Regions from separate parts of the Mus musculus genome. Here region 2 is linked to region 1. Evidence: chromatin contacts called from public promoter capture Hi-C data. All regions are on one chromosome and are shown on one strand. The core of a region is the stretch at or near the end of the contact, and the rest is flanking DNA. Distances in the headings are between cores, read along the strand shown. Region 1 holds the start of Tspyl3 (TSPY-like 3). Region 2 has its middle 46 kb from the start of Commd7.

Region 1 (4,872 bases), core at 1,521-4,020:
TGTGGTGTGGAGAGGGTGTTCACTGTGTAATCTTGGGCTGTGTGGAGTTGTTCTTATCACCTTGCTTCAGATGTTACTTTGGCGTCCTCCACCAGTTCTCCATGCGCACCTCTGCATGTCCGGCACTAGAATCCCTGAACACTACTTCACACCTCCCCCACTGCCAGTTGGTTGATGCTCTAGAGCCACTCTTTCTTAATGCCAGATTATTTAAAGAAAAATACAAGACAAAAACCTTCTAGCACTTTGTAAACACAGTGAATAACCTCTTGGAGTATTTTTGGCTTTATATAAAACAAGGTTTTTAATTGTAAAATATAAGTGCCATTAGAAAATGCACAGGGCATATCTTTGTTAAAGTAGATTTTTTCAATGTTTTACAGAATTAATTTTCAAAAAAAAGTTTTTATAATGAAGTTGTTTATTAAAAACTTCTGAATGATGTGCTTTGCAGTTTTGAACTTGTTTATTTGGGGAGGGTTGCAGTGAGCCAGAAATTGTGAAGAATGGCAATCTGTAGGCATCTTGAGCATCCAAAGTGATACCGGTGAGGGTATGGCAGACAGTAGGTCTTGACTGAATGTCTTTGAGGTAAGTGGCTTCATTGTGCCAATTCATATTGGGTGTGAGAGTCAGAAAACCCAGATCAAACAGCCTTTAAGCACTGAAGTGTTATGTAACTGAAAATGGCAGAGGTAGTCCAGTCTCCACACTTGGTTTTTGTTTGTTTGGTTTCGAGACAGGGTTTCTCTGTATAGCCCTGGCTGTCCTGAAACTTACTTTGTAGACCAGGCTGGCCTTGAACTCCAGCCTGGTCTACAGAGTGAGTTCCAGGACAGCCAGGACTACACAGAGAAACCCTGTCTCCAAAAAACCAAAAGAAGAAAAAAAGAAATCTGCTTGCCTCTGCCTCCTAAGTGCTGGCACACTTGTTTTGATATAGAGGTTCACATGTACTTGATCTCAGCACTCTTGGTTCTTTGCCCTCTCTTTTCTGGTTGTGACTGTTCTCAGGCCATACAAAGGCTCTCCTTTAGTGTCTAGGGGTGGGTGGTGATTATAGATGACTTCTTCATGCAGTTCTGACAGGAAGAGAGCCCTTTTCAGGCTCCTCAAGCTGTACACGTTTTGATGGCTAGGGCCCAGCTTTACAAATCTGTGCTCAAACTGTGCTTCCAGTCTGATGTAGGCTCACCTAACACTATTGCTAGGCCTGTCTCTTAACAAGTCATCATCTCAGGCCCCACCCTTTGCACTGAGATTTTCCAATCTAGGAGATGGGAGCCAGTGTCAAAGTCAGATGGCTATTTGGGAGTCTAGCCCTAGAGACTGTGGGGCCAGAAAGAATCAGTGTGCAGGTGTTTGGTACCCAAAGGCAGAGGGCTGATCTTTTATTTCACCCTCCCCCTTGATAAATGTCCACTGTCCACCACAGTGGGTCAGAATCCCAGTTAGAGTTTTCTACTTTATACTCTAGATAGTGGATGTCATATGAGAGGTCTAGGGGTTTCAGATGAGGGAGCTGTGGTATCTTTTGATGAGAAAGGCAGGAACATTTAGGCAGAATTATACTTTCCAGGTACTGACCTACACAAGTTTGAGGGCTGAGACTACAGGAATGTTGCCACACTTGGATTGTGGAGTGCAGGGGCAGTTACATCCTAGCTCTGGGGCTATCCCAGACACAGGCCCTGATGAGAGGACCTCTTTTAAAATGAAACAAAACAAGGAGAGTGTCCCTGTCCTAGTTTGCTTAGTTAAAATAGTAACCAAAACCAGCTTGGGAGTGAGAGGGTTTATTTCATCATACAGGTTACAATTTATCATTGGGGACTTGGTTCTGGAAACTGGACAAGGGGATGAGAGTGAAGAAAGGACAGATATGTGCATGAAAAACTAGGATTAGTGTGGCACACCCTCTGCTGAAGCCAAGCCAGCTGCAGCAATTGGAACCTCCGTGCATTTTATTAGGTATGGCATTTTATTAGGTATGGCGTGAGAAGGAAGGGTTAGTGTTGATAGTCTCTCTGGGCAAGCAGTCTCAAGCTGTAAACATCTGGGGGGGAGGGGTACAAGCTGTAATTAATGCTTTCTGTCCACTTACCAGCATTCCCGGGAACACAGAACCAGAGGAAGGCTTTGGCAGTTTGTAAGTCTGAGGCATTGATCCTTATCAGTAATAAACATTTCATCAGGGCTTCCTCTGCTCCTCACAGCCTTCAGCTACCTTTCCTACACAGCCCAGGCCATCGGACAAGGGATGGCACTACCCACAGTGGGGCTGTGCCATCCTATATCAATTAGCAACCATGAAAGCACTCCATAAATGTTCACAGGTCAATACAATGGAGCAACTTTAGATTGTTCCTGGCCTCTCATCTTTCTAGGGCTTTCCCAGCAGCTTCATTGCCTGACAGTTACGTTTATCTTTAGTTCCCAGTTTGAATCTGGTAAGCCCTCTGCCTATGCCAGGATAATACATCCTGACAAGACTGCACGTGTCCTATCTGCCAGCCCTAAAGCTGCAAAGAGCCAGGGAAGGAAAACAACCCTCCCGTGTTGTGCTGGCTTTGATGCAAGGTTACAACCACATCTGCTGAGTTGGGCCTGACTCCTAATGCCTGCTCTTTTCCTAGTCTATACCAGCCCAGCATTTTTTTTTTTCATCACCTGCCCTTCTAACCTGGAACCAGTTCTGTTTGACTCAGGTGGTCTCATCTTCCCTGTCTCCTGCAGTGGAGTGACTCTAGCAAGTCACATCCGGCAGGGGGGTGCAAGGGGCGGAGCTCGCCCCAGAGAGGAGACCCTGCCTGCCGCCTGCATCTCTACTGCCGCGACATACCACAATCCTGCGGGTGCTCTCCTGGCCGCTCCAGCCAGACACTCAGTAGGTGATGGCGTGGGAGGGGATCGGGGTTCTGGAGGCGACCATGTGCCTGCCGCCCATACAAGAGCGGGATGCACACCCGGCCCGGCCCCGTGTCCCCGGAGCTGAGCCGCTTAGGCCCTGCAACCCCGCAGCCAGCCCTGCAACCGCACCGCCTTCCTCAGAAAACACTGGAGAGAACTCTGCCTCCCGCGTTCTGAACCTGGATGGCTGCGAGAAGGGCTCGGGTAATGGGGTGGGGACCAAAGGAAAGACTGAGGAAGTGACGACTGAGGAAGACTCTGTAGCCGCGGAGGAGCCTGCGGAGGTGGGGGAGAAGCTGGAGTGGGTCGCGGAAGCCCAGGAGAGCCTGAGGCCTCTGGACCTCAGGGCTCTTATCGTGGACCCTCTAGAGGCCATCCAGTGGGAGTTAGAGGCCATGAGTGCCCAGGCGGATGGGGCCCACCTGCAGCTGGTGCGCAGGTTTGGGAGGATGCGTCGGTTGCACCTAGCCCGTAGGAGCTTCATCATTCAAAATATTCCAGGCTTTTGGGTCACTGCCTTCCTGAACCACCCACAGCTATCAGCTATGATCAGCCCTAGGGATGAAGACATGCTTGGCTACCTGATGAATTTGGAGGTGAGGGAGCTCAGGCACTCCAGAACAGGTTGCAAGTTCAAGTTCCTGTTTGAGAGCAACCCTTACTTCCGAAATGAGGTGATAGTGAAGGAGTATGAGTGCAGAGCCTCAGGCGGTGTGGTGTCCATTGCTACTCGCATCCTCTGGCACCGAGGCCAGGAACCTCCTGCCTTGGTGCACAGGAACCGGGATGCCGTGCGAAGCTTCTTCAGCTGGTTTTCACAGCATAGCCTCCTAGAAGCTGACAGGGTGGCCCAGATCATTAAAGATGACCTGTGGCCCAACCCTTTGCAATACTACTTGCTGGGGCAAAGGCCCTACAGAGCTAGACGAAGCCTTGCAAGGTGGTCAGCAGAGGCTCGGCCAAGGCCCTATGGGTTCCAGTCTGGCTAAGTCCTGCTCTGATACTTGGTGCTTACATAGGACTCCTGCTCTCTCCCTGCCAACCTGCCTATGTCTAGGCCAGTGCTCTACTGTCTGCCTTCTCCTCTGTGACTTCTGAATCCTTAGCGTGTTTGGTGGACTCGGGGCCAAGGCTGTGATCTTCACGCTGTTCTATGTCATGTACTTCTCATACGCCACTGTACTTATAGCAGGCACCCAATGTTATGGATGTATACTGTCATCATGGCTTTGGCCTGGACCACATGTAAAACATGGCCTTTCACTTACTTGCCACCACGACTGACAAGGCTTCACAAGGACCAGCTCCTGTTGGAGGCCTAGCTCTTCAAAGTTTGACAAGTGCTGACTGTCCCAAACTGAGGTGTGACACCTAAGATGAAGCGGGTGCATTTGGTCCTGATGGGCAACCAGACTTGGATACCCCATGGCTCCAAGACCGCAGACAGAGCAGCTCCTACCGACTGGACTATTGAGGATCTGCAGCCTGGACAGCCAGGTGAAGAGACATGGGCGGGGCCTAAGGCCAGAAGTACACTATTCCTGACCATGCTGCTCTCTTCATCCTATGCGTGCCCCTCCTATAGCCTGGTGTTGGCTTGTGAAGACCCGTGTTGTACCCTACCCATGCCTGGCCATTGGCTTTCTGAGGAGTTCTACCTTGTCTACCATCATCCTTGTTGCCTGCTGTCAGGTCTGGAAGGGTCACCTGTCAATGTCGTGAGCGCTCCTACTACCATAGAGATTATAGTAGGCTGGCATATCTGGGTGTGTGCTCAAGGCAGGAGCAAGGTTGGTAGTCCTTTAAGAAGCCTCATTCCAAGACCTACACAGAACCCAGACCTCTTGTCAGCTTCTCCTACACCTACCTGTTTTTAAGCTGCCAGGTTGTAGGTCCTGGAGAAGGGAGGCTTCTGGCCATGGGGCTTGCTTCCACTGGCAGAGATATCACATGGCTTTTAAT
Region 2 (4,503 bases), core at 637-3,136, 360 kb before region 1:
TGTGTGTCTTTTGCCTGCATGTATTTCTCTGCACCATGTGTATTCCTGGTGCGCCTAAGAGGTTAGAAGGGAGTTGGAGCCCTGTAACTGGAGCTATGGGTGGTTGTGAGCTACCATGTGGGTGCTGCATATCAAACCCATGTCTTCTGGAAGAGCAAGTGCCTGATAAGCCATCTCTCCAGCAGCTTGGGAGACCCTTGATTTTTTTTAAAACTATGAATAATGCTGCTGTGAACAGTCATATAAGTGTACATGTGAATGAATGAATGAATGAATGAGTCACATGAGTGTACCTGTGAATGAATGAATGAGCCACATGAGTGCATGTGTGGGTGAATGAGTGAATGGGCCACATGACTGTATATGTGAATGTATGGCTCCTTTCTCTTGATTCTTCTTTCTTTCTTGAAATAGGGTCTTGCCATGTGAACAAACTCTTGATTCTCCTGCCTCAGCCTCTCAAGTGATGGAGTTACAAGCATGGCCTCTCATACTCAGAATGTCCTCCTCTGACAGTTGTACAGTTTGGGCTTCACATTTAGGCCTACAGTTTGTCATCAGTTAATGTTTGTGTAGTGTGAGATAGGGGTCTGCTACCATGTGACAAGTGTCTGCTGCCATATTTGTTGAGAAGGTTGTCCTGTCCTTATTAAGCTGGCTTGCTGCCTTTGTTGAGAGGCTGACCTCAATGTGAAGGTCTATCCTTGGACTCTCAGTGCTGTGTCAGATGTGAAGGTCTAACCTTGGACTCTCAGTGCTGTGTCAGATGTGAAGGTCTATCCTTGGACTCTCAGTGCTGTTTTACTCCTCTCTACCCTTGTCTCTTCTGACTGTGACAGTGATCTGAGAACTTTTGCAATGGGAAGTGTAGTAGCCCCAAAAGTGTTTCTTCTTTCGTTTGTTCTTTTTTTTTCCTATCTTCTCAGATCTTCAAGTTACAAATAATTCTGAGCTGTCATGTGTGTGTTGGGATTTGAACCCCAGTCCTCTGGAAGAGTAATCAGTGCTCCTAACCACTGAGCCATCTCTCCACTCCCAAGTGTTGTTCCTTTTTAAAGATTATCATTCTAAGTCTCTCTAGTCTCTGTGTGAATCTTACCACTAACTTGTTCATCTCTATAAGAGACTAAGGTTCAGGCTGAACAAATCTCAGGATTAATCCATTTGCCTTGCCATACACAGAGCCTGGGAGGCAGAGGCAGGCGGATTTCTGAGTTCGAGGCCAGCCTGGTCTACAGAGTGAGTTCCAGGACAGCCAGGGCTATACAGAAAAACCCTGTCTCGAAAAAAACAAAAAAACAAAAAAAAAAAAAAAAAAAAAGGAAAAAAAATTGGTCCTCAGACTCAAGAATACAGATATTTCATTGATTTTGGTTATTTAAACATTTTAAGCAATGTTTTATAGTTTTCAGGGTATAAAGTCTTACTTCTGTTAATTTTATTTCTAAACATTTTCTACATTTCTCCCCTTTCCTCTCTACCTCCCTCCTTTCCCCCAGGTTGGCCTCTGGATGTGGTTGTCAATGACCTTGACGTTCTGATTCTTCAACTTCCGCCTCCCAAGAGCTGGGATTGCAGGTGCACGCCAGCCATATCCAGTTTTATGCAGTTCTGGGGACTGAACTCAGACACTGGTGCATGCTAAGCAAGCATTCTGGTAACTGCGTACCTCCCAGCCTGTAGAGTGTTTGGAGAGCCCCACGTAAAGTCACTTGGTACAGAGGCGTTCTGGTTCCAGTTTTGAGTCAGTATTGACCCTGCAGCCACTGCCCTTCTAGGCCTGTTTTCTCTTGTCTGGGAAGGGTAGTTCGCTCTTCCAATAATGACCTGCCCCACCCAACCTTAAACAAACAGTGGGTTCTGTGTGCACCACTTCCCCAAACTACCACCAGAGGGTGCTATAGACCAGCATTTGGCTGAGCTCCCGGTAAGGGGCCCCCAGGGACGCTGAGGCAACCCGATGTTTTCCAGGAGCTGCGGGTTTTGCTAGTATAGGCTTCCGTGTAGCGCCACCTGCTTAGGACCTTTGTGCCCGCTCCTCCCTGTAGTGAGGATAGTGGGATAGGGGCGTACTCTTGAGGCTAGATCCCTGCTAGCTTTGATAAGTAGCCTAAGGTCCCAGGGTCAGGGCAGACAGTAGTCCTGAGTTTCTCAGCCACGGGTTTCACGCGTCTGGGTCTCATGATGGCTCAGTATTCCTTCCGTCACAGAGTTACTTAGCAGCAAAAGCTCTCATCCTAGCTGTATGCCTGGCCATGAAGAGGGATAACATAGCCCTTCAAAGACATGAATGGATTTGTGGACCCTGCCGTCCTTGAAACCACAGTATCTGAAATTCCAGATGTCTGTGAGCTTCTTAGAGTGATCAGGCCCGTGTCCCCCAGAACCCACAAAGCAGCTTCCCCCTCCAACAAGGTCAGAAAGTTGCCTTCCTTCTGTTTTGCAGCTGACCTCCAAAACCAGCAGCGCTTCCTACTCAGGCCTTTGCATAGAGACACCAGAGCCTCCCTGTGCCTGCGTTCTTTCATTGGGTGAGGGTCGAGACAGAGTCACTACAGCTCAGACTGGCCTTCAGCTTACTAAGGAGCTAAGGCTGGTCTGAAGCCCCTATCCCCTTGCCTCTGCCGACCAGATGCTGAGATTATAATCGTGTGTCTCTACACTGGATTTTTTTTTTCTTTTCCTTTTTAGTTAAATTTGTTCACTTTTGTGGTGCTAGGGATGAGCCTAGGGCCTTCTACATGTCAAGCCAGCACTCTACCCTGGACCCATAGCTCCAGATGTGTGACTGTTTTTTCTCTGATTCCAGACTGGGGTCCCCTGAGAAGTAATGAGTCCCAAGTTCATCTTGGTCTCCTTTGTGAAGCCTAATGCTGAATTCTGTATCCGGCAGCCCATTCCACAGGAGAGTCCCTTCATGAGCACCCCACTCAGCATCTCTAATCACTCTATTTTGTCTTTAGTTTTTTGAGACAAGGATTCCCTGTGTCAGCCCTGGGTGTCCTGGAATTTGCTCTGTAGACCAAGCTGGTCTCCAGCTCAGAAATCTGCCTGTTTCTGCCTCCGGAGTGTTGGGATTAGAGGCATATGCTGCCACCATCCTGCCAGTCACCTTTTTAATTAAAAAAAAAAAAAAACAAACTAAATTTTATCCTTTGAAATATTTTATTGAATTTTACGTGTATGAGTGGTCTTCCTGCATGTATGCTCATGTCTGGTGTGCTGATCAGAACAGGGCATTGGGTCTCCCTGGAATTCGAGTTAAACAGAACTGTGTGTTAAGAGTTGAACCTTAGCTGGGCGTGGTGGCGCACACCTTCGATCCCAGCACTTGGGAGGCAGAGGCAGGCATATTTCTGAGTTCGAGGTCATCCTGGTCTACAGAGTAAGTTCCAGGACAGCCAGGGCTACACAGAGAAACCCTGTCTCGAAAAACAAAAAACAAAAAACAAAAACAAAAAACAAAAACAAAAAACCCCAAACAAACAAAAACAAAAACTAAAGAACAAAACAAACAAAAAAGAGTTGAACCTTAACTTACTCCAGTAGAACAGCCAGTGCTATTTATTTATTTATTTATTTATTTATTTATTTATTTATTTATTTATTTATTTATTTATTTATTTATTTATATTTAGATGAGTACACTGTAGCTGTCTTCAGTCACACACCCCAGAAGAGGGCATCAGATCCCATTACAGATGGTTGTGAGCCACCATGTGGTTGCTGGGAATTGAACTCAAAACACCTGGAAGAACAGTCAGTGCTCTTAACCAGCTGCGCTATCTCACCTGCCCTTCTCATCACCCTCTCCAGGACACAGGCTGCAGCCTTTTGGATTTGGGGTGGGGGTGGGGGTGCATTGTTCTGGTGCCAGGCCAACCAGATGATCCCGGTGCTGGAAGGTCAGAGTGGCTCATAGCAGTCGGAGCTGACTCTGGACTAGTTTCACCTGAGTTGTCTCCTTTGCTGCGGTCTCAGTGGCTCTTCCAGGTGGGGTACAGGTCAAGGCACAGGGCAGCTGCTTCTCCTGCCAATTAACATAATTGGCAAATGAGCCGGGCTTGGACTCTAACTCAAGTCTCTGGGGAGCCACTGAGCCACACCTCTGCCTGGAACCAACTTGGGGCAGGACTGGGTGCTTTGGAGTCTTTTTTCCCTGCTCTGTGCAAAGGTCAAAGGTCAGAGGTCATTTGTTTAACTTTCCCCAGACATGACTGTATTGTTAAGGCTAGAGTGTTTGGGAACTAACTCTCTGCATGTCTGCCTGCCTGCCTGCCTGTCTGTCTGTCTGTCTGTCTGTCTGTCTGTCTCTCTAATAGAAATAAAGCCCCAAACAAAACAAAACAGAAAAGTAGTTAAGATTCTAGAAGTCGAGCCGGGCATGGTGGTGCACGCCTTTAATCCCAGCATTTGGGAGGCAAAAACAGGAGGATTTCTGAGTTCGAGGCCAGCCTGGTCTACAAAGTGAATTCCAGGACAGCCAGGGCTACACAGAGAAAC

Evidence for each region. Promoter capture Hi-C pulls out the DNA fragments that hold promoters and counts their contacts.
Region 2: a contact with region 1 is called in a promoter capture Hi-C map of embryonic stem cells, with 3 times the contacts expected there. The contact joins the enhancer-like site here to the promoter of Tspyl3 in region 1. A contact is called at or near these places in 13 of 39 promoter capture datasets (the 3T3-L1 cell line, the HPC-7 cell line, embryonic stem cells and 6 more), 7 of 484 Hi-C or Micro-C datasets (the G1E-ER4 cell line and embryonic stem cells), 6 of 115 datasets of contacts at active chromatin or transcription factors (DN3 thymocytes, craniofacial prominence, embryonic basal ganglia and 3 more) and 3 of 9 other capture datasets (adipose tissue, embryonic stem cells and liver).

What each region holds. Positions count from the first base shown.
Region 1 is chr2:153,223,339-153,228,210 of GRCm38.p6, reverse strand. It overlaps Tspyl3 (TSPY-like 3), which reads left to right and starts at 2,770. Exons shown (of 1, transcript NM_198617.2): 1 at 2,770-4,872. The coding sequence starts at 2,895. The coding sequence ends at 3,899. Plagl2 (pleiomorphic adenoma gene-like 2) reads left to right here. Exons shown (of 3, transcript NM_018807.5): 3 at 1-442.
Region 2 is chr2:153,584,119-153,588,621 of GRCm38.p6, reverse strand. No RefSeq gene overlaps it. Among named protein-coding and RNA genes, the nearest start is that of Commd7, 46 kb to the left of the region's middle. Within about 2 kb of position 1,886, at least 54 of the 459 cell types and tissues checked have an H3K27ac peak or open chromatin away from gene starts, as enhancers often do. A contact at or near this core is called in the G1E-ER4 cell line, the HPC-7 cell line, embryonic stem cells and 1 more, where this site is marked.